Linked DNA regions of Mus musculus: all the other regions are linked to region 1. Evidence: chromatin contacts called from public capture Hi-C and promoter capture Hi-C data. All regions are on one chromosome and are shown on one strand. The core of a region is the stretch at or near the end of the contact, and the rest is flanking DNA. Distances in the headings are between cores, read along the strand shown. Region 1 holds the start of Dok2 (docking protein 2). Region 2 holds the start of Sucla2 (succinate-Coenzyme A ligase, ADP-forming, beta subunit). Region 3 holds the start of Rb1 (RB transcriptional corepressor 1). Region 4 holds the start of Rcbtb2 (regulator of chromosome condensation (RCC1) and BTB (POZ) domain containing protein 2). Region 5 has its middle 18 kb from the start of Rcbtb2. Region 6 overlaps Gm4606 (NADH dehydrogenase [ubiquinone] 1 alpha subcomplex assembly factor 4).

Region 1 (3,307 bases), core at 569-3,068:
TTTCCTAAAAAATTCTCTGGATAGCTCATTCATTTATTTCCTGAAGAGCACAGGTCCAGTCTTTTATTTTACATATTACTCCAGTCATTTACTCCAGGTTTCCCTTTCAATTATCTCGTAGGATAATCAAGTATACATCCCATGACCCCAGACCTTTGATTCTTAGGAGACAGCAAACATACATTTTTTTTTCTTAATATTGCAAAAGAATTCAGAGGTCTAGACAGACCTTTGTTAAGAACAGACAATAAGAGAGTTAGGTGAGACACTGCCCTGACCACACCTGGGCCTAACCTCCCTCTGTCCTAGGCTGACCTGGAGCTCAGGAATCTGCCTGATAAGCTGACTCATAGTGTGGCTGCCTTTATTCCTTTAGATTCATGAATTCATTCCTTGTAATTCATATCGCATCCCTATATTTTGCATAGTTGAGAAACTATATATATATATATACTGAACTCATGTATTTAGAGTTCTTTCCCATAGCCTCAAGGGCTGTCCTGAAAGTCTCAGCATTTACCATTTTTCTGGAGACATAGCCACCTCACCTTTGCCTCCAGGCCTCACTTTCGCTTCCTGGACTCACGCTGTCTCTGATTAGCATGGAGTCATTAACATTGAAACAGAGGACATTCCTCAGAGTGAAAATATGCACTACACAAACAAGTCTCCCTCTCACAGCAGCCATTGACACTTGTGGAGGCTCACACCAGGGGCTACATGTCGCTCTGTCTCCACCAGTGCTACACCAGGCTTGGCACGCATAGAAGAATTGGAAGTTCTGAAGTTCCCACAGTTTAAGGTAAGTCCCACTTGAACCCAAGTGAGGAAGGAAGCCAACAGCTGAGTTAGACTTGGGGAGGAAATCTTTTTCTAGAGAGAATGTTCTTATTTCTAGATTCACCACAGACTTGTGTATTGTATGTTGTTCTTATTGCTAGATTCACCACAGACTTGTGTATTGTATGTGTTTTTGGCAGGCAGGAAATACTTTCATACAATGGGACTGGTGCGTGTTGTGTGTGTGTGCGTGCACACACACACACACACACACACATGTTTTATCTATCTGTAATTTACCCAGTATATGGCTCATCTTTGCTTGAGCTGGGAGACTTGGGTTCTGGGTGTTAGCCTTATAGGCCCTTCAGACCATCTCTATCTCCTTTTCTTTTTTTTTCTTTTCTTTTCTTTACTTTTCTTTTCTTTTCTTTTTTTCTCTCTTTCTTTCTCTCTTTCTTTCTTTTTTCTTTCTTTCAAGATTTATTTACTTATTTTATGCATATGAGTACGTGTACATTGCTCCGTTCAGGAACATCAGAAGAGGTCATCAGACCCCATTACAGAGCCACCATGTGGTTGCTGGGATTTGAACTCAGGACCTCTGGAGGAGCAGTCAGTGCTCTTAACCGCTGAGCCACCTCTCCAGCCCCAGTTTTCTCTTTTCAATGAGTAGGTTATGGTGATTGATTCCAAAGGGCTTTTCCAGCCCTGACACACTCAGCATCCTGCCTGAATGTAGAGCCCTCACCCCGGACTTTCTTGAACAACTTGATTTTGGGGTCTCTTTGTTCTTATGGCTCAGTCCTTCACACCAGCTTCTGCAGAAGTGTGAAATTTGGCTTTTTTTGGAAATTGCATGTTACTCACTGGAAATGCAGGAAGGAAGCTTGCTCGTGAAGTGCACTTAAAAAAAAAAAAAGGCGCACACAGAGCAAGAAACCACAGGGCCTATCAGCCTGTCGTCATCAAGCAGACTAGAATAGTGTAGAAAAACTCTAGTCAGAGAGGAAATGAACTAGAGAGAAGGGGGAACAGGCCCAGAAGAGAGAAGAGAGAGGGCAGAGGCAATGGCAGTGGGGAGCTGAAGCTGCGATGGTCAGGATGGAGGAGCCAGCTGTGAAGCAGGGCTTCCTGCATCTTCAGCAGCAGCAGACCTTTGGCAAGGTAAGAGTAAGGCTGGGCTCTCGCTGGGCGGAGCAGCTTGGGGGAGGGCCCTGTTACTATCCCGGGTAGAAGGGTGTCTTAATATCCCTGACCCTTATGAGACCATGTGCTCCACCAGTTTAGACAAGAACACTACTTGGGGAAGATGTCTGCCTTCTCAACGTGCCTTGCCTTCTAAACCAGGCTCTGGATCGCTCTTTGCTGAGGGCTGTTTGTCCTTGCTTGTGGGGGAGGAAGCAGATTCTGACATTATCTCTCTCTCTTTTTGTTCCCTTGCTCAGTATTGAATTTGGGGGTACCTTGGGCGGGTACGGAAGGAAGAGTTGGGGGCCAGTCAGTTTGGGATGACAGCAGAGGTCCCTCTCACCTTTGACTGCTACTGAGCTGTGGCCCCAGGGTGTTCCAACCTCTTCCTTCCCTAGCCTCTTTGAAGGGGAAGCTCTTCTGCCTCCTGCTGTTACCCAGCTGTGCTTACCCCAACACCCACCTCACCCTGTCTAGGTCTCTGTTTCTTTGTTTGTCTCTCATGGTCCAACTCCTTAATCAGTGAGACAAAAAAGGAGAGGAGGTGGGAAATTTTGGAGCCAGAACCTTCCTATGAAATGAAGACTTGTCCCTGGTCTAGGCTACTCTCCCCTCACTGTTCATCTCTGGGCTCAGTGACTTTTGTTCCCACTACCTGGCTGATGGGCCTGTCATCTTCCTGGACTCTGCATCCATTGGACATTTACTGTGGCCTTTGGCTAGCCTGCGGATCTTGGTCAGCTCTGTCATTCCATGGTCTCTGTTGTCTTCTCGGGCCTCTCTGACTGGCTGTGATGTTTGCCATTCTCCCCATCCTGTGTGGCTGCCCCAGCCCCTCTACCTCTCCCACAGTTCCTCTTCTCCCCTTTCATGACCATCTCTCCATCTCCGATGGTTCCCACTTGGCCTCTACGTGGCATACCTGGGCTCAGAAGTGGCGCCGGTTCGCAGCCGTGTTATATGGAGAGTCTGGCTGTGCCCTAGCCAGACTAGAGCTCCAGGATGTCCCCGAGAAGACACGGCGAGGAGAGGCCACTCGGAAGGTTGTCCGCCTCAGTGACTGCTTACGGGTAGCAGAGGTAGGCAGTGAGGCCAGCAGCCCCCGGGACACCAGTGCCTTCATCCTGGAGACCAAGGAGCGCCTGTACCTACTGGCAGCCCCCTCGGCAGAGCGCAGTGACTGGATACAGGCCATCTGCCTGTTGGCTTTCCCGGTGAGGGGTACAAAGTGGCCCAGGGGAGGGCGGCCACCAGGGGAGGGCGATGTTACTTAGATACTTCCTGTGGACAGGTGGTAGAAGAACCAAAACTCTTTTTTAGGGGAGTTCTTCCTTAA
Region 2 (3,307 bases), core at 310-2,809, 2.8 Mb after region 1:
CATTTCATGCATGCATCTAATACATTTTAAAATTTCATCTTATGTGTACAAGTGTTTTGCCTGTGTACCAGTCGCATGCCTGGTGCTCTTGAAGGCATCAGATCTCTGGAACTGGAACAGGTGATGCGAGCTGCCATAAGGGTGCTGGGGATCATACTGGAACGTTCTGGAAGAGCAGCTGTGGCTCTTAACTGTGGAACAGCTGCCTTTCTAGCCCCAGTATTTAGTTCATTTCGATCATATTCACCCATTTTCGACTTTTGTTTCTTAATTCTGCAGGCTTCACTTTCCTGTCTCTTCTTTGATGGCTGAACACGTTTCATTTGGCTTGCTTACAGGAACACAGGCTACGCCACTGAATGAATGCACTCCAATGCCAACCATTAACTTTCAACCAATCCTCAAGGAGGGGGGAGGCCTCATGAGACCATTACCCCCTCCATGAAAGGATGCTGCTGATGGGTTTCACGGCTAGTGGGGTATCTCCCCCCCCCCTGTGAGTTGTAGAGTAGTCTGGAGTTCTTTAACTTCTCATTGTAGCTTCCATTGGGATGGGATTGCAGGCATAAACTATCAGGCATGCCTTGGGGTGGGTATATTTTAAAGTTAGCATACAACTCATAGGCTTTCTTACAACTCATAGGCTTTCTTACACCATTTTTATAGTAGTTTTGGTTGATCCCTTCCTTCTTTCCCTCACCGCCCTGTTCCTTCTTACATGAGTCTTATTAGTTACTGTGCCTTCACACAAACATATTATTGTGTCTTCTCATGGGGCCCTCTATAGTTTCTGGCCTCTAATCCTTGCTCACACATAAATACATACATATAAAAATTTAAAGATAGCATATTTAAATTTGAGAGAACATGTAATAGGTCTTTCTGGGTCCTGGGTTACCCCATCTTTTTCAGTTCAAATGTGATAGTATTTTCTTTTCTTTTCTTTTAATATGTATGCATTGTTGGATATATGTATGTGCACGTGTGTGCTGGTGCCCAGGGAGGCCAGAAGAGAGTTTCAGAGCCCATACGCAGTGGTGAGCTGTCTGACATGAGGCTGGGAATTCAGCTGAGTGCCACAGCCGTACCAGCTCCAAACTACTAAGCCATCTCTCTAGCTCTCTCAAACACTTTGTTAGGAGTGTTTTCAGTATGGGCGGCTTCAGTAACTAGTGAGTAACAGTCTTTTGAGTATCAGTGGCACTGTCTTTATTATTTTGTGTTATGTTTTATTTTAGTATCTATTGTATCCTAAAGGCTCAACGCATACATTCGCTTTCCCTAAGTAACCCCATTTCACTTGTGAGGCCACTAGGGCTCAGAGAAGGTAAGAAGACTGAAGTAGCAGCGTCACAGTTCTCTAGGAAGCGTTCTGATGGCCCCTTGTCCACATGTCACTGAGGTCAAAGTTCTGAAGGCCAAAGTTTGCTTTGTGCCTGCCAAACCCGGCTCCTCCGGCAGCGACGGGGTTAACGCGAGGCCCCGCCCCCGAGGATTGTCCTTGTCTCGGGCCGGGAGCGCCCCGAGAGCAACTGCGTCTCTGCGCCTGCGCGGTGCCCAGGGGACGGGTCGGACTCAGAAATGGCGGCGTCCATGTTCTACGGCCGGCAGTTGGCCGCGGCCGCCCTGAGGAGCCACCGGCCGCAGACTACGCTGCGAGCCGCCGCCCAGGTAAGCTCGCCCTGTTCGCTTTGGCCGCGGGGGTCGGCGGGCAAGGCTCAGGGGCGCGGCCCAGCTCCGGGGCTCTCAGCGGCGCTGGCACGGCCGGGATGCCCTGCTCTGCACAGAGGCTGCGGGCCAGGGCTGCGAGCTGGCGCTCGGGGCAGCTGGGCTCGGCTCCGTCCCCCGGCCGCTGGAGGCCCGGCAGGGCGGCCTGGCAGTCGGCCTCACCTGCGGGAGCCTGCCGGAGCGATCCCAGAGGGGACGGGGGCTGTCCTTGCCCGGGGCCAACGCTTCCGGACCCCCTTTGGGTAAGGGGATGCCCTTCAAGTGTACTTTGAGGTCCAGCAAACTGTCGTAGGTGGGAAGGACTTAGGAACACCAGCAGAGCTGATCTATCAGTCAGTCCTGGTAGTGAGTACTGATAACGAGTTCTTCAGTTTCCCAGCTGATTAGATGGGAGAGTAAGGATTAGATGGGAGAGTAAATCTTTTAGAGGATTTCACTTCTGGACAGACTCTAGTACCTATTTTGCTGCTTTGTTTCTCGACATTTAGGGAGTGTCAGATGTTGTCCTAAGGTCATTAGGCTTGTCAACAGCACAGGGGTTGTCATTAAGGCCAGTAACCATTGATGACGATCTGATGATGGCTCAGAGAAGTACTTTGGCCTAGGAGACATAGCAGTCTGAGACAGAACTGAGGTTTAGTTCCACAAGGGTCCATTTCTGAAGCTGTGTGCTTGTTGTGTCTGTTCTACAGCATTCAAACACAAAAAGTGGGTACTGGGAATGCAGTTTATTTGGTAGAGGGCCTGCCTGGCATGTAGGAAGTCCTGGGTTCTATCCCCAGCATCCTTGTAACCTTAGCACTTAAGGTGGAGGCAAGAGAATGAGATATTCAAGGTCATCTTTTACATACATAGTTCAAGGCCAGCCAAGGCTTGTCACTAAATAACAAAGACAAACCAATTAAACAACAACAAGCCCCAAACAAATTGGCCCTCAGTGTTAGTACCTTAAAACTTCAAGAGCGGGATTAGCTTTCTAAGATAGAGTTTTGGTTATGTTTTGAAGTAACTAGACACATCATAGGTGGATAGATTTAGCCCCCTCCCTTCCTTAAATAATGCTGCCAAGTTTTAAGAGGATAAGGATTTAGTGAACAAATAGGATTTTATTCTAATAGTTTTTAATCTATTTGAAAATTCCTTTAAGAGAGATGCCTTTGCATCTATGGGATGCTTGATAAATTGTCTTTATTTCAGCTCTTTCTCTTTTACCATAGCATTAAGAATGTATCTTGGGGGGCGGGGGCTGGAGAGATGGCTCAACAGTTAAGAGCACTGAGTACTCTTCCAGAGGTCCTGTGTTCAATTCCCAGCAACCACATGGTTGCTCACAACCATCTGTAATGGGATCTGATGCCCTTTTCTGGTGTATCTGAAGAGAGCATCAGTGTACTCATATACATAAATCTTTAAAAAAGATGTGGCTTTGGAGTTGCTCTTGTAGATGAGGACACAATATCTTAGGAGGAAACTTGTTCAAGGTCATACACTAAATTTAGTAATTCAGTTCACTGAAAGAAATTATTCCTCTGAGCAGGGTAGTGGTGTCTCAGACCTTTTAATCTTAGCACTTGGATCC
Region 3 (3,307 bases), core at 248-2,747, 2.6 Mb after region 1:
TGGGCTAGAAATTGAAGGACCGTGAGAGACAAAAACAACTCCCATCTACAATGGATCTATACTCTCAAAACTAGTGCTGACAATAACAACAATCATATTGTTTCAATTTCTGTTACTTAATCACACAGTAGCACAGTCAAGAAAAAAAATGTTGAAATACAATAAATATCTCTCTGTTGTTCTTATTGGATCCACATGAACTTAAGTTTAGATTCCACTTAATAAATGGAGAGAAAAGTTCTTTGAGAGAACACAGTACCAAACACAAGACCAAAAAAGAAAAAAGGGAGGGGGAGGCACCAGAATCCGTGAATGCTCAAAGGCAAAAGGCAAGAAATAATGAAGCATGCTGCGGGCCAATCAGCACGCAAGAAGAGTTCTACCCTGAAAAAAAAGGGGAACAAAGTTTAGAAACTTCCAAGCCCTTGCATTTAAATGTCTCCTGAAACTTTTGCCCACATACCAGTTCTTCTAAGAGTTCTGCTCCATCAGTCTCCACAGATGGCTTTAAATCCCCCCGGGCCTCAAAGCATTGTTCTAAAGAAACCCCCACAAAGCCCGGGAGCTGAGGACCCCGTGAGCAATTGACACCCACGACCCTGCGCTTTGCCTACAAGGCTTTTCTTGGCCTCTCCCAGGACCAAGCTGCCGATGCAGCGCAAGCTCAGAGAGGGCAAGGCTCCCAACTGTTGCATCGCAGGACGACTGCAAAAGAGAAAGTCAACCCACCCCGGGGGTGCTTCGGATCTCCACGGAGAAAAAAGGGAGGAAGAAAGAAAACAAACACCGGTCGAGTTTTTTTTTTCTTTTTTTAAATATTTATTTCAATTGTTTTTGCATCTGACCGGGGCTCTCCGGGACCCGCCGGCTCCGCGCCTGGGCGTCGCTGGAGTAGAGCCTGCACCTGTCACTTCGCTCGGGAGCAGGAGCCCCACCCGCCCGACACCTGTCAAGCCGCAGCCCAGACCCCTTCGGGATGCCCTCCCCGTCGCCCGCGAGCCCGGGACCGTGTCAGCGCGCCGCCGCCACCCCCGCAGAGATGGGGGACCAAGGGGACCCCGGAGACCCGGGGCGCCGCTCCTACCGCCAGCCCGGCCCCGCCGAGATGCGCCCGCCCGGCGTCCCCGCCGGGATGCACCCGGCGTCCCCGCTCCCTTCCCTTCCCTTCTCTCCGGCCCGCGGCGGCCGCGCTCCTCACCTGGCCAGGGGCAGCTCTTCGGGGCCGCTGTCCTGCGCGGGGTCGTCCTCCCGAGGCGGCGGCGGCGGCGGTGGCGGGGGCTCGGCGGCCGCGGCTCTGCGCGGGGCTTTGGGCGGCATGACGCGCAGCGCGGGCCGGCGCGAGCAGCCGAGGGAGGCGCGCGGGGAGGCGGGCGGGCGCGCGCGCACGCCGGGCACGCCCCGTCCTCACCCGACTCCCGTTACAAAAATAATGGGAACGTCCCCCGAGGAAAACCGGACGCGCCCGGCAACCGAGCGCCCGGGCCAACCGCGGGAAAACGTCACTTCCGCCCGCGGCGTCACGTCCGCGAGGCTCGCGGGCCGCGGGCGTCAGTGGGGAACCGGGGCGGCGGTGGCGGCGGCGGCGGGCAAGGGCGAGGGCGAGGGCGAGGGCGCGGGCGGGAAGCCGCGGGGAAGCCGCGCCTGCCCGGGCCTGTCTCCGCCCGCGTCGTCCCCGTGGGCGGCGCCAGCCGAGGCGGGGCCGGCCCGCTGCGAGGAGCCGCGGCCTCTGGGAGAACGCTGGACAGGGCGCGCCCCTCGCCCGGCCCGCGCGGCCGGCAAAACAAAAACAAACGTGCCGGGCCAGTGGGAGGTGGGCTCGGCCCGGGTGGGCGGTCCAGGGTGGGGCCATTGGTGGCCTTCTGGAGACAAGGGAAGATGGGCGATGCACGCACAGACTATAGTCTTTTGATGGGGAAACAGGAGGCGCGGTCCGAGCGGGACAGATCTTAGCGGGAAAGTAGCTTTTGAAAACCAGTTTGCCAGGCGGACCCGACTTTGAAAAATCGCTTACAAACGCGTTTGAGACGAAAGCAGAAAACCAGTTGGCCGTGTTCATGCGCACGATCCGGCCTCCTTTCATAATGGTTTCTCCGAGACAGCCGGTCAAACTGGGAAGGTCGGCATTCCACTTTTGCGGGTTGGAAGTGGGGAGTTCGGGGAGCCAATTTGCCCGCGTCACATAGCAGGTCCCTGGCAGAGGACTCGAACCCAAGTAATATTTGTCTGACCATGTCGCCGACGCACAGACACCGGAAAAGAGCATACTTTATACTAGAACTACCTACCGCCACCAAAAGCTGGCTCAGCAATGGTAGCTTTTCTAGTTACGTTTTACCTGTCAGTCAACATAATTTTCTCCCTTTGTCAGTCCTTATTCATACAACTCACTAATTGAAGTGCTGTGAATAAAATACAGTTGTTGTTCTGGTGTAAACTATCTTGGAACAGCTGAGCAAGGACTGAGGAATCGAGAACTTAATTGGGTAGGTTGCAAGCCTGGGCTTATTTTCTGCCTTGATGTCAGATGAGTGAAGGATACATGGGCCTCCTTCAATTTTCAGACTTGCCTAACTTCAGAAGCCTTCTAGAGACCAAATGTTTGTCAGGAGGTAGAGCCCCAGGCCCTGATGCAGCCACGGAGAATGAATGGAATTAAAATAGCACTTGAGTTCACTTTGTCCCAGATTTAGGCAAGAGCTCAGGCTACATACAGTCTAGGTTTGGTGAAGATAAAAGATAGACTGTGGGAGCCTGATCAAATAATATACAGAAATGATACAGTCCTGCCTCATAATTATCAGAGAATGTGACACTTGGCCAATTGATGCCACCTTGGTATTTGTGGCAAGCTACTCTTAAGTTTGAGACAGAATGGCAAAGGAACTTGGGTCCTCAGACGCGTAACAGAGCTGGTGACCGGTCATCTCTGCTGGTACTGACCTCAAATCAGCTGATGGTCAGCTATTTGTGTCAGAAGTCATTGTAACATGTTTCCCCCATAAGCCCCTTTCAACACACAGATCAAAGTTGAGCCTGACCTGGTAGCTCAGGCCCATAATGCTCAGAGCCTAAGGCAAGAAAATCCCAAGTTTAAGACAGGCTTTGGCTATAGAGTGAGTTGAACTCCAACCCGGGCAACTTAGTAAGACTCTGTTTTATAATAAAAAGTGAAAAGTCTGGGATATAACTTAATAGTAAAATGCTTACCTAGCATGTGAGGAACAGTGATTCCAATACTCAGGGACAAAGAGAGAGAGGCAGAGGCAGAGACAGAGAGAGACATCATTACAGCCTTAGAATCTAATAA
Region 4 (3,307 bases), core at 419-2,918, 2.4 Mb after region 1:
CTAAAGCGTCGCCTGCCCTTTTGGGGGAGGGGTTCAAATGTTTTCTCTTTCCTCCAGCTTTACATAGAGCAGTGAAAAGGGTCACTCCCCAAGCCTATCACTAGACAGGTACCCTATGAGCAGACAGTATGCTACCCTAGCTCCGTGACAACTCTGCCTTCTAGGACAGACATCCATAAACGCCTCTGAATTGAACTCATCAAAAAATGAAACGGGGTTATCTATGATGGTGCATGCCTACAACCGTATCTGAGGGATTGGTTGGTACGAAGAGTTCAATGTCAGTTTTAGCCATTTGGTCTCAAAATACTTTTTGTGTGTATAATTGCGTCACCTAAAGCAACTGCTTCAATTTCAGGTCTCTTGGTCCATCGTCATCATATGCCATCCAGGGTACCATGGGGATGCAGCAACTGTATCCCTGTACTTCTTAGATATACTCTTGTTTGTTCGTTTTGTTTGTTTCTTCGTTTTGGATTTTTGAGACAGGGTTTCTCTGTGTAGCCCTGGCTGTCCTGGAGCTCACTTTGTAGACCAGGCTGGCCTCGAACTCAGAAATCCACCTGCCTCTGCCTCCCGAGTGCTGAGATTAAAGGCGTGCGTGTGCCACCACCCCGGGCTTAGATATACTCTTAAGAGGTTTATTATTGAGTGAATATAGCCACTTACTTTGAACAAAAGGACTGTTGAATTCTCTATCACTTTAAATGGCTAACCAAAACATGCCTACTTCTTTGACTTACTTATAAGACTAACTTTCTTACATTGTAACATATTTATACCACTGAAACAATCCCTGCATTGATCATGGTATTTGTTGTTGGATCCTATTTGATGACATTTTATTTAGGATTAAAACAATATGTCATCTTTGTCAGGTTTTATCAACATGCTTTGTGAGATATTAAACAGTAAAATGCTCTATTTTAAAGGCAAAGATTTTGGGCCCATAAATTATTACGTGACACACCAACCTCACACTTTTTTCTGGCCTTCCACATCTAGTCCTAACTTCATTTTCTTTTCTCTTTAAGCCCAGCCCATTGTTATAATAAGTTCACAGACTGTTGTTTAGCCTAAGCTGAACTTTCAGCCTCAGGAACCGTGAACTTGCTCAAGACAAAGAGGGGATCAAGCCCGCCTCTTCCAAAAAGCCCTTTGTGGATCCTGTGACCCAGCTTGCAGTTACACTGCTAAGGCCTTCATTATCTGACCCACTTTTTAAAGTCATTTGGAAAGAAACCACATGGTCAAGAGGTAAAAGAAGCCCTGTGGAATGAAGAGATGGATTTGAGTCATCTCTAATCATATGGCCCAAGGCAAATTACCCAAATCTCCATTGTCTTCCCCTAAACTGATGTGTGTGTATATATATATATATATAAACACATACATATATATGTGTATATATTTATTATATATAGCACAATGTTTTAATGTATGTATATAATGTGAGGGCAAAGATCAAGCAAGAGGAGGAGGGATGGAGGCTACGATGTTTGAGGCTAACTTGGGCTAATACAGAGCCCCTGTTTCAAAGCCATAACATTATCTCTTCTCTTAGGACTTTCTAGTGCACACTGCTCATAACTGTAGCCACTATGTAGCATAGCAGCCTTCTTTCTGAGCTTGCTCCTCCTAACTGAAATTTGATCACTAGCCCCACAGGCTCCCTTCTCCCTAGTCCCAGTAACCACCTCTCTACTTTCTGTTGGTGCGACTTGACTTTTTCAGTGCTCCTTAATGAGATCCGTAAGTATTTGTGCTGTATGTCTACTTTGCTTAACATCCTCCAGGTTCATTCCAGATCGTCCCAGGTGACAGGATTTCCTTCATTTTAAAGTCGGACAGCTCTCTGGGCCCTCAAACAAGAGACAATGAGGTGGGCCTCCTGGATGGAGTTGCTAAGACTGGACTAGCGCGCACAGAATGCAATTAGCCTCTTATTTCGCAGCAAGCAGGAAAACCAGCGCCTTTGAATGTAAGACCTAAAACCAGAGAGACACAGCTTCCCCGAAATCGGGGCACTAAGCTAGAAAGCGGGGTCCAGCACAGGGTCCCCAGAGAGGCCAGGGTCGCCGATCCCGGCCGAGGAGGGAGGCGGGGCGCAGCGCGCAGCCCCCTCCCTTCTCTTTGTCCCCTTCCCCTTCCCTCGCTCCCTTGAACTCTCTCCTCCTCCTCTGGTTTCTCTTCTCGCTCCCGCGGCCCCCTCCTCCCCGCACGGCTGAACTCGAGCTCAGCCCGCCAGGCCGGGCCGCTTCAGGGGGAGGCGCCAAGTGTCTGCTGTTCTTGGCCCCGGGCGAGCAGTCCCCGCTGCCGGGGAGCGGAAAGGACGCGCGGCGCGGAGGTAAGCCTGCGTGTGGGCGGCAGGCGCGGGTGGGCGGGCGAGTCCCGGGGGCGAAGGCCAGGCGGAGGCCTCACCCTGCGCCCGGCCCGGTGCGCAGCCGCTGCGGGGGCAGGGCGCAGCGCCAACCCACCCGGGCCGGGGCCCGGCGCGCACGCGCGAGCCCGTGGACCAGGTCGCTGGGGTAGCTCTGGGTTCACGTCCCTTCCCGGGCCCTGGGACCGCGTAGCGGTGCGCATGCGCGCAGGCCCAGCCCGGGGTCCGTTTTGTGCGTCGCCCCGAGGCCACGGCTGTGGGGTTCCCGCTTCCAGTTGGGGGAACCCCTGCCCCTGGTGTCTCCAACCCTCCCGTGCACGCGGCGCGAGCTAGCGGTGACGTTTCCAGGACTTTCCGCTCTTTCCCGCCCGCAGCCGCCTCGCCGACCCCATGGCGGCACACGCTTTAGGCCTTTGGTCCCCGAAGTGGAGGGATGGCTGGGAAGGCCTGGCTGTCCTAAGGGTTTTCAGTCCTTTGGGCGTTGCTGAGGCCGGAAGTGGAGGAGTTTAGAGGTGAAAAACTTTTCCCGATGCCCCTTCTTGGCGGCGATGGAACTTCCGCCTGAGTTGAAGCTAGGCTTCCAGCCGCCTTTTTGCCTTTCTTTACAAGGTAAAGATTTAACTCGGACTGTAGCAGAGGACACCGAGGTGCTGCTCCCTTGCACACCCTGAGATTGCCCTGGCTGCACGGACTAAGCTTGGCCACATTGGGCCACTTGACGAGTTTGTTGTGACAATCAGAGAGATTTAATAAATGTGGCCACGTTGGGAAAGGGAACAAAGAGAGGTTCAGTGACCCAGGACCCCTTAGAGGCCCTAACTTGAAGTTTAGGTTTAAATCGTGAGCAAGGGGTGTATGTGCAGAGTTGGCCTGGTCCAGGTTTGGTCCGGCCTGTCACTGACCCATCCTGTCTCGTCTCGGCTTCAG
Region 5 (3,307 bases), core at 265-2,764, 2.3 Mb after region 1:
TGCCACACCTAACACACTTTACCATTCCATACTCAGCAATTACACATACCTTCATAATGCAAGTGTCAATTAATTATGTGGAGAAAAATAGAAAATAGTGTGAAGTCATTATAATTTGAGTAATGACGGCCTTGTTACACTGTGATACATTTGTTAGTTCCTCTTGTGGGACCTTCTTTAAAAGGTTCTCCTTTTTCTCTTACAGAGCACACTTCTAAGAAAAGCTTGCATTGCACAATTTGTTTTCAATTTCTTTCGCCTAAATAGGGGCTGGGGTAAAGTAACCCGCAAATGCAAGCTGCAGAGTCAGTATTTATAAAGCATCTCAAAGGGCCTCTTACCCTTGTCATAATAGAGCAGGTCAGGAACCCAAAGAGGAAGTAAAACAAAGACAAGGAAAGATGATCTTTTAAAATTGGAATATGCAATTTCCCATGCTCTCATTATCACTGTTTGCTGTGATAGCAGGATTTTTTTTTTCATGAGTTGTTACTGCCTGTGACCCAAGTAAAGGGGAAACATTCATTTATCAGTCTTTATTTCTGAATAAAATACTGTGGGCTAAATGTCTTTCTGCCTTTGCAGCCCTGAGTTGGTTTTCCGTTTCTGTCCAGGACCTGCAACTGTGTATCAGAGCTCCTCACCAGCACCTTTGTTTCAAGAGACCCAAAAGCAAACAGTGTGTATTGCTCGGCTTCTTGGTGAGTCACGCAGCTTATTAAAAGCATAGCAAGGCAAGCAAGGATGACTAATGAAACAAATACAAGAAGGTTTCTTGTTTTGTTTTGTTTTAATTAAAGAAAGTTTACTTGGCCCGATGTTAAGGTTCCTTTGGCTATACTTCTTACCAGTTTAAACGCTTGTATTTAAATATGATAATTACCTTTAAGCAATTAAAGCAATTCCAGTTTAGATACAAAGCAATCTGATACAAAGCTGAAGAGACAGCTCAGTCAGTCAAAAGTACAAAAGAGAAAGCTGACTTAGATCCCCAGAACCCATATTTAAGAAGGGGAAAACATTGGCTTGGTGGTCCATAGTGCTGGAGGTGGAGGGCAGATCTCTGGAGTTCAGTGGCCAGGAAGCCCAGCCTACTTAGTGAGTTCCAGGCCATTCAGAGACCCTATCTCAAATAAAAAGGAGGACAAAGCCAATGGTGGTCCTTTGGCCACCTCCATGTACGCGCGCGCGCACACACACATACACACACACACACACACACACCGAAGAATAGAATTGATAAATGAACAGAGACTAAAGGCATGAATACGTCTTGCTCAACTGTGGATCTGGAACCTGGGGATCGTTAGAACAGACAGGAATTTCAGAAATTTCATATACCAATCCGTATTTATTTATTTATTTATTTATTCATTTATTAACTAATAGAACGGAAACCACACCTGCAATCTCTCAGGCCACCTGAACAGGAAGCCACACGTCTGAATAAGTACTTCTGTTCCTACATCCTCTTCTCACATCTCGAGGGTGAGGAGTCTGAGGTTTCCTCCTCGGAGCTCAGTGCTTCCTGCAGATAACGTGCTAGATCTCCCATCAGCACGCACTGCCTTTTCTGCATGGATAACACTCAGCAAGAAGATGCCGATTAACCCAAACTCTGCTTGCAGTGGGTAACTTTCTAGCTTATCACCATCAGAGAGGGTTTGCTTAGAACAGCACAGTTATGTCCCAGAGGTCTGAGGCCATTTCCACGAACACTGGCTGGCTGGGCACCGAGGTCAGTGTCTGTCTAGATACATTTCCTGCAAGTTCTTTAACTCTGTCTCGTGATGTCAAAAACATCAGAGTAGCTGTGGTCCAATTGCTGCTTAAAGAGTCTGTAAATCCATAGATTTGGATGTTAATCTGGCTCGAGATCTGAGACACACAGTAACAATAACCTGAAAATAAAATCATGACTGTGTATTTATAGTGATTTTTACATATTTTTAGGTTAAATGTTACCATAAACAATGGAATCTACAAAAACAAAACAAAACAAAAAACCAACAGCACCATTTAAGGTTGGATTTCAAAGTCTTCAAGAAAGGAATAAACCAGGACAGTCATGGTTACTCTTTCGAGTCATCATTACACTTAAAATTCGACACAGTTCACCAAGTGAATCCTGGCTGATGAGGTGACTGTCTTACACTGTGAAGGCCCTGCATCCACTTGAAGAGAACAGCATCCAAAGGGGAACCGCACTTTACGGAGCCACCACAATGCTCCAGACACTGGAAGGGAACCCAGGGAGAGAGTCTTCCTGTGTGATTTCAGAGGCAGTAACAGGCTGGGTATTTCAGGGGACAAATAAGTAGAAACAACAAGATAACATTGAACCAAGAGACACTTCAGGATACGCTAAGGAGAAGCATGCTCATTAAACGTCTCAGGCTAATCACCGCTGCATTGCACCACCTAATGTTGTTGGGGCTATTAGAATTAATAATCATAATCATCATTTATTATGAGGGCAGCGTAGAGGGCAGTTTTGCAGCAGTGGGGAGATGAACAGATAGACTTGAAAGCAAATCTCCCCCGAGTCCTAGGATGCAGAGCAGACCAGCTCCAGGAACAAAGGTTTTAACTACTTCATTATTGTAAAATTACCACCTGACCACATGGAAGGCAAGGGTTTTCTTCCCAGCTCAGTTCCTGTAATTGAAGGAGATGACACTGATATATACAGCTGACTCTGGCGACTAGAACCAGGAGTATGTGCCAGTTGGGAGCTCAGACATACTAATATAGTTTTCTTTTTCAGAAGTAATCCCCCCAAACAAATTTATCTTGTCATTGTGCTAGTCAAAAAAATAAGACAAAAACAAGGTAAGACTATAAAATAGAACTTCAGGAAAAAATAAAAAGTCCCATCAATAATAACTTAAGACAGTTTGTTAATTCAACCTTTTACTGATATAATTGTAGATTCCTGTGCAGATACAAAAAATAATATAGATGATTCTTTCTATCAGTTTTCCTATGTTGCAAAACAGCCTACGATTATGAACAAAAATTAGCATTGATTCAATTCAACCCGAATGCCTTATACATATCTCCCTGGTTCAACATGTTTTAATGTTTGCATGCTTCATTCTGTACGGTTTTGCTACACATGTGTGTCTAAAACATTTTTATTTTTAAGCCCAAATTACCAACACCATACAGACTATATTGACCAATGTACATAAAAACAGAAATTTAAGACGAGCCTGAAATGGAGGGAAAAAAAACCCAACAACATAATTTGAGATATTCTAAACCTGAATGGGATTATATTAACTTAGCATTGTAAAATTCATGA
Region 6 (3,307 bases), core at 362-2,861, 2.1 Mb after region 1:
CAAGCCCAGTTGGAGAAGAGCTCTCTGAAGATTCAGGCCTCTCTGGTTACTCTATTTTCCAGGTTTCCCTCCCCTGCTTGATTCTCCTGTTTGATAAGAGATCAGGTAACCATGACAACTCTGCACTGTGGCAGGCCTTTGTGTGTGTGTGTGTGTGTGTGTGTGTGTGTGTGTGTGTGTGTATTACATAACTCTGAAAATAAATCTGCTATCTGTTTGACATTTGCTTCCTTTTCTTACAAACTTTTTTTTTCTTTTTAACTCTCAGCACAGTGTATCCTGAAGGAAGCTCTCCACTTGAGAGGATTTTGCTGACAGGAGTGTGGCTTCCTATTAGTGGCATGATGGCTGCACCCTCTGAGGCTCACATTCCCAGCATGGATCCTCCCCATACACACTTCAGACTAAATTATAGCTCTATTATCCAGTTAGTGAAGGCTAGCAAAACCGTGATAGTTCACCGGGGTGTTTTCTAGCCTGAGATTTATGCAGTCTGAGTGTGTGCCATCCAAAATGGAGGCCACTATTACGTGAGCTCTGAAGGTTCACCTCAGAGGCACCGGTTTTATGCCAATGGGAAACATACTCTCGGTTCCTGGCAGATAGAAAGAACTTTTCACTCAATTAGATTTTGATAAGACAGCTTGACCTAATACTCCTTGAAAAATAAAGACTCTAATATAATTTAATATAGGGATATTGGCATGCCAAATGACTAGCTTCTATTATGTGTTCAGAGGAGATTTTATTTTCTGATATAAATCCTAGAAACTTGCTTAGTGATAAGGGTTTTCCTCATAACAAAGCAAATTCTTCAGTTTTCTACATTAGTGGCTATATGTGGCAAGTGACAAGCAGCATAACTCTTGGTTAAATGAGAAAAAGATTAACATCAGGGTCAGAATGAGGCCACTGCTTTCAAAGCAGACCCAGCAGAGACCAGTGCTTGCCTTTACCCACCAGCCTGAGTTGTATCCAGGCAAGCTGTATTGATTAGATGTATTTCCCTAATAGCAATATCCTGCTCTCTCTCTCTCTCTCTCTCTCTCTCTCTCTCTCTCTCTCTCTCTCAGGAACATGCTTGTATCAGGCACACAGAGCTTTCTCCTACATGTCTACCAATTAAGGGTTATTAAGTTTAATGAATTTATTCCACAGCACCCAGCTCTCTAGTATTTATTCAAAAAAAATCTCTTGGGACTTGAGTCTCAGAGCAAAAGATTTCATAAACATGCATATGAATGTGTTAGATGAGGCTGTTTTTGTTGGTTGAAAACAGACAGCGGGTGTGCAACCCTACGATGTCACGATATGACTGTCATGTAAAATGACTGTATTTGCAAGTAAACACCATTCAAGCCACTTTGGCAAGCCCAGAGCCTCTTTGTGCAGAGCAGAGGTTGAGTCCTGCCTGAGGGTATTCATCAAAGAAAGCCACAGGGAATTGGCTCAAAGCAGGGAGGCTAGCCCAGGAACCACCTTAGCAACCTGGGACTCTGCCAGAATTGGGCTTGTATGTGTCCCTCTTTTAATGATGCACCGGATTGCCTAGCTTCTTTACCTGCATATACTAGGCACACACAGCTCTCTCCGAACAAATGCAACTAGAAATCCCAGCCTCTCCACCCCCGACTCCTTACCTCCCACGCCCATGCACATTGAGCTACATGTACACCCCTCCGGGGAGAGGGGAGGTTTCTTCTTTCCTAACTACAATCCAATGTAGATAGTGTCTATTAGAGTACATTACCCGTGTATCTTAGTATAAGATAGGCCGGAAAGGCCAGTCTGGCTGGAATTGGCGTGGGATACTTGTGCAGTAAGGAAAACTGTCCTCAAAATGAATCCCCAAGATTATTTACCATCCTAGGCCTGTGCTTATTCGGGTGTTCACACGATTTTAAAAATGAGATGCACTATAGGAAAAGACACGCACAGTAGGAAAAAGGAGTAGCTATGTGACATAACCTATCAGTCAAAATTGAGAACCACCCAAACTGCTCCGCTTAGTAACCAGTCTCTCCTTCCTTTAGATCCCACAATGCAATGCGAGTACCTTGAGAACCCACAACACGTGGTCTGATATCAATGTTCAAAATGCCTTCTTTTCTAACCGATGCTACTGCTTGCACGTCTCTGTGAGCCCTTCTTTTCAGTTCTTTAAATAAGCGTCCGAAACCCTGAAAATACCTGGCCTAGATCTGAGCACCCAAAACAAGGGGCGGGTACCTTTGTCTAATCCCTAGATAGCCATTGGCTGATGAAAGCCTTGATGAAAGTAGCTTTGGCATATTACCTTCTGTGTTTGCGTAAATTAACTATAACATTAGCAGCACGGGCCAACAAGAGTGAATAATATGAAGAAAAGAAAAAGGACGGCGGTACCGGAAACAGTAAACACACCGCTCCTTGAACATTTTACGGTTAGGGAACTGATAATCAGATTGGCTTTGAATTGCGATTTGATATGACCCACCCCACTCACCCCACCCCATCCACTCCCCCTGCCCCGCGGTGAGCTGCTTACCTCTTCGAGATTTTGCATCTTTATCTTCAAATGGAATAATCCTATCTCAGAGAATTGTTGGGAAGTTTTATCAGTATCTAACAAGTCCCAGAAAAGGGGCTCAATAGATGTTAGCTGAGGCTAGTATGCTTGTCGTACTTCCTCTCTCAACAATGGACCCTGACCTTTGGTGTGGCCATTGCCAATCTGTAAGGAGCAGAAGATGACTTCTGGGTTTGCAGGACAAAAGGTAAAGGGAGGGTGGGCCGTAAACAAAACACCCTGGGATAGGAATGGAGGAGGAGTTTGAAGCACGAGAGCTACAGATGGTTCAATCTGCGGCTGGCATTTAACGGAGAACATTCCAAGATTCGCTTGCTTTTGTTGTTTGATGGTTTGGTTTGGTTTGCATACCGTATCTTGTGACTGTACAGGCAGATTTTTCTGAAGGTGGCTAAGAGCTGTCTCACAGTAATTACCACTTGGGAATTAAAAGACTAGAGGGCAGCTTGTGTTTACTTCTCTGTCAACCATTACCAAGATTGTCAGGACACTCCAAAGGAGGCTCTAGTCTTTGTCTGCTGCTACCCAGCCTGATCATCTGACCCCATATCTTCTATGAGCATAGCAGTTTTAAACCCTCAGACAATCGATGGGACCTGGGCCTCCCTCAGTTCATGTTTAAATAAAGCACATTATTTCTCTTTCCTTTAAATATTTTAAACTGGAAACCAGCTGGGTTTACAAATAGACATTTAGCTGTAAGGGTTTCCCACAAAGATTCCCTGTGCGGTACTCATC

The links. Promoter capture Hi-C pulls out the DNA fragments that hold promoters and counts their contacts. Capture Hi-C pulls out chosen DNA fragments and counts their contacts.
Region 2: a contact with region 1 is called in a capture Hi-C map of embryonic stem cells, with 8 times the contacts expected there. The contact joins the promoter of Sucla2 here to the promoter of Dok2 in region 1. A contact is called at or near these places in 1 of 39 promoter capture datasets (pre-B cells), 2 of 484 Hi-C or Micro-C datasets (CD4 T cells and muscle stem cells), 3 of 115 datasets of contacts at active chromatin or transcription factors (astrocytes, embryonic stem cells and extraembryonic endoderm stem cells) and 3 of 9 other capture datasets (adipose tissue, embryonic stem cells and liver).
Region 3: a promoter capture Hi-C map of hippocampal neurons shows a contact between it and region 1, with 10 times the contacts expected there. The contact joins the promoter of Rb1 here to the promoter of Dok2 in region 1. A contact is called at or near these places in 3 of 39 promoter capture datasets (embryonic stem cells, hippocampal neurons and pre-B cells), 1 of 484 Hi-C or Micro-C datasets (muscle stem cells), 2 of 115 datasets of contacts at active chromatin or transcription factors (astrocytes and large pre-B cells) and 2 of 9 other capture datasets (adipose tissue and liver).
Region 4: a promoter capture Hi-C map of adipose tissue shows a contact between it and region 1, with 4 times the contacts expected there. The contact joins the promoter of Rcbtb2 here to the promoter of Dok2 in region 1. A contact is called at or near these places in 1 of 39 promoter capture datasets (embryonic stem cells), 2 of 484 Hi-C or Micro-C datasets (CD4 T cells and embryonic stem cells), 3 of 115 datasets of contacts at active chromatin or transcription factors (astrocytes, epiblast stem cells and large pre-B cells) and 1 of 9 other capture datasets (adipose tissue).
Region 5: a promoter capture Hi-C map of pre-B cells shows a contact between it and region 1, with 6 times the contacts expected there. The contact joins the enhancer-like site here to the promoter of Dok2 in region 1. A contact is called at or near these places in 3 of 39 promoter capture datasets (embryonic stem cells, hippocampal neurons and pre-B cells), 1 of 484 Hi-C or Micro-C datasets (CD4 T cells) and 3 of 115 datasets of contacts at active chromatin or transcription factors (embryonic limb bud, embryonic stem cells and pro-B cells).
Region 6: a contact with region 1 is called in a promoter capture Hi-C map of embryonic stem cells, with 5 times the contacts expected there. The contact joins the enhancer-like site here to the promoter of Dok2 in region 1. A contact is called at or near these places in 2 of 39 promoter capture datasets (both in embryonic stem cells), 3 of 115 datasets of contacts at active chromatin or transcription factors (astrocytes and embryonic stem cells) and 1 of 9 other capture datasets (embryonic stem cells).

The regions. Positions count from the first base shown.
Region 1 is chr14:70,772,563-70,775,869 of GRCm38.p6, forward strand. It overlaps Dok2 (docking protein 2), which reads left to right and starts at 1,819. Exons shown (of 5, transcript NM_010071.2): 1 at 1,819-1,947; 2 at 2,904-3,185. The coding sequence starts at 1,876.
Region 2 is chr14:73,551,227-73,554,533 of GRCm38.p6, forward strand. Sucla2 (succinate-Coenzyme A ligase, ADP-forming, beta subunit) reads left to right here and starts at 1,560. Exons shown (of 11, transcript NM_011506.4): 1 at 1,560-1,671. The coding sequence starts at 1,582.
Region 3 is chr14:73,324,325-73,327,631 of GRCm38.p6, forward strand. It overlaps Rb1 (RB transcriptional corepressor 1), which reads right to left and starts at 1,498. Exons shown (of 27, transcript NM_009029.3): 1 at 1,199-1,498. The coding sequence starts at 1,317.
Region 4 is chr14:73,140,842-73,144,148 of GRCm38.p6, forward strand. Rcbtb2 (regulator of chromosome condensation (RCC1) and BTB (POZ) domain containing protein 2) reads left to right here and starts at 1,669. Exons shown (of 15, transcript NM_001170694.1): 1 at 1,669-1,752.
Region 5 is chr14:73,122,432-73,125,738 of GRCm38.p6, forward strand. No RefSeq gene overlaps it. Among named protein-coding and RNA genes, the nearest start is that of Rcbtb2, 18 kb to the right of the region's middle. Within about 2 kb of position 1,515, at least 146 of the 459 cell types and tissues checked have an H3K27ac peak or open chromatin away from gene starts, as enhancers often do. A contact at or near this core is called in pre-B cells and pro-B cells, where this site is marked.
Region 6 is chr14:72,844,825-72,848,131 of GRCm38.p6, forward strand. The region is part of intron 1 of Gm4606 (NADH dehydrogenase [ubiquinone] 1 alpha subcomplex assembly factor 4); the gene reads right to left. Among named protein-coding and RNA genes, the nearest start is that of Gm41206, 5.4 kb to the right of the region's middle. Within about 2 kb of position 1,612, at least 26 of the 459 cell types and tissues checked have an H3K27ac peak or open chromatin away from gene starts, as enhancers often do. A contact at or near this core is called in embryonic stem cells, where this site is marked.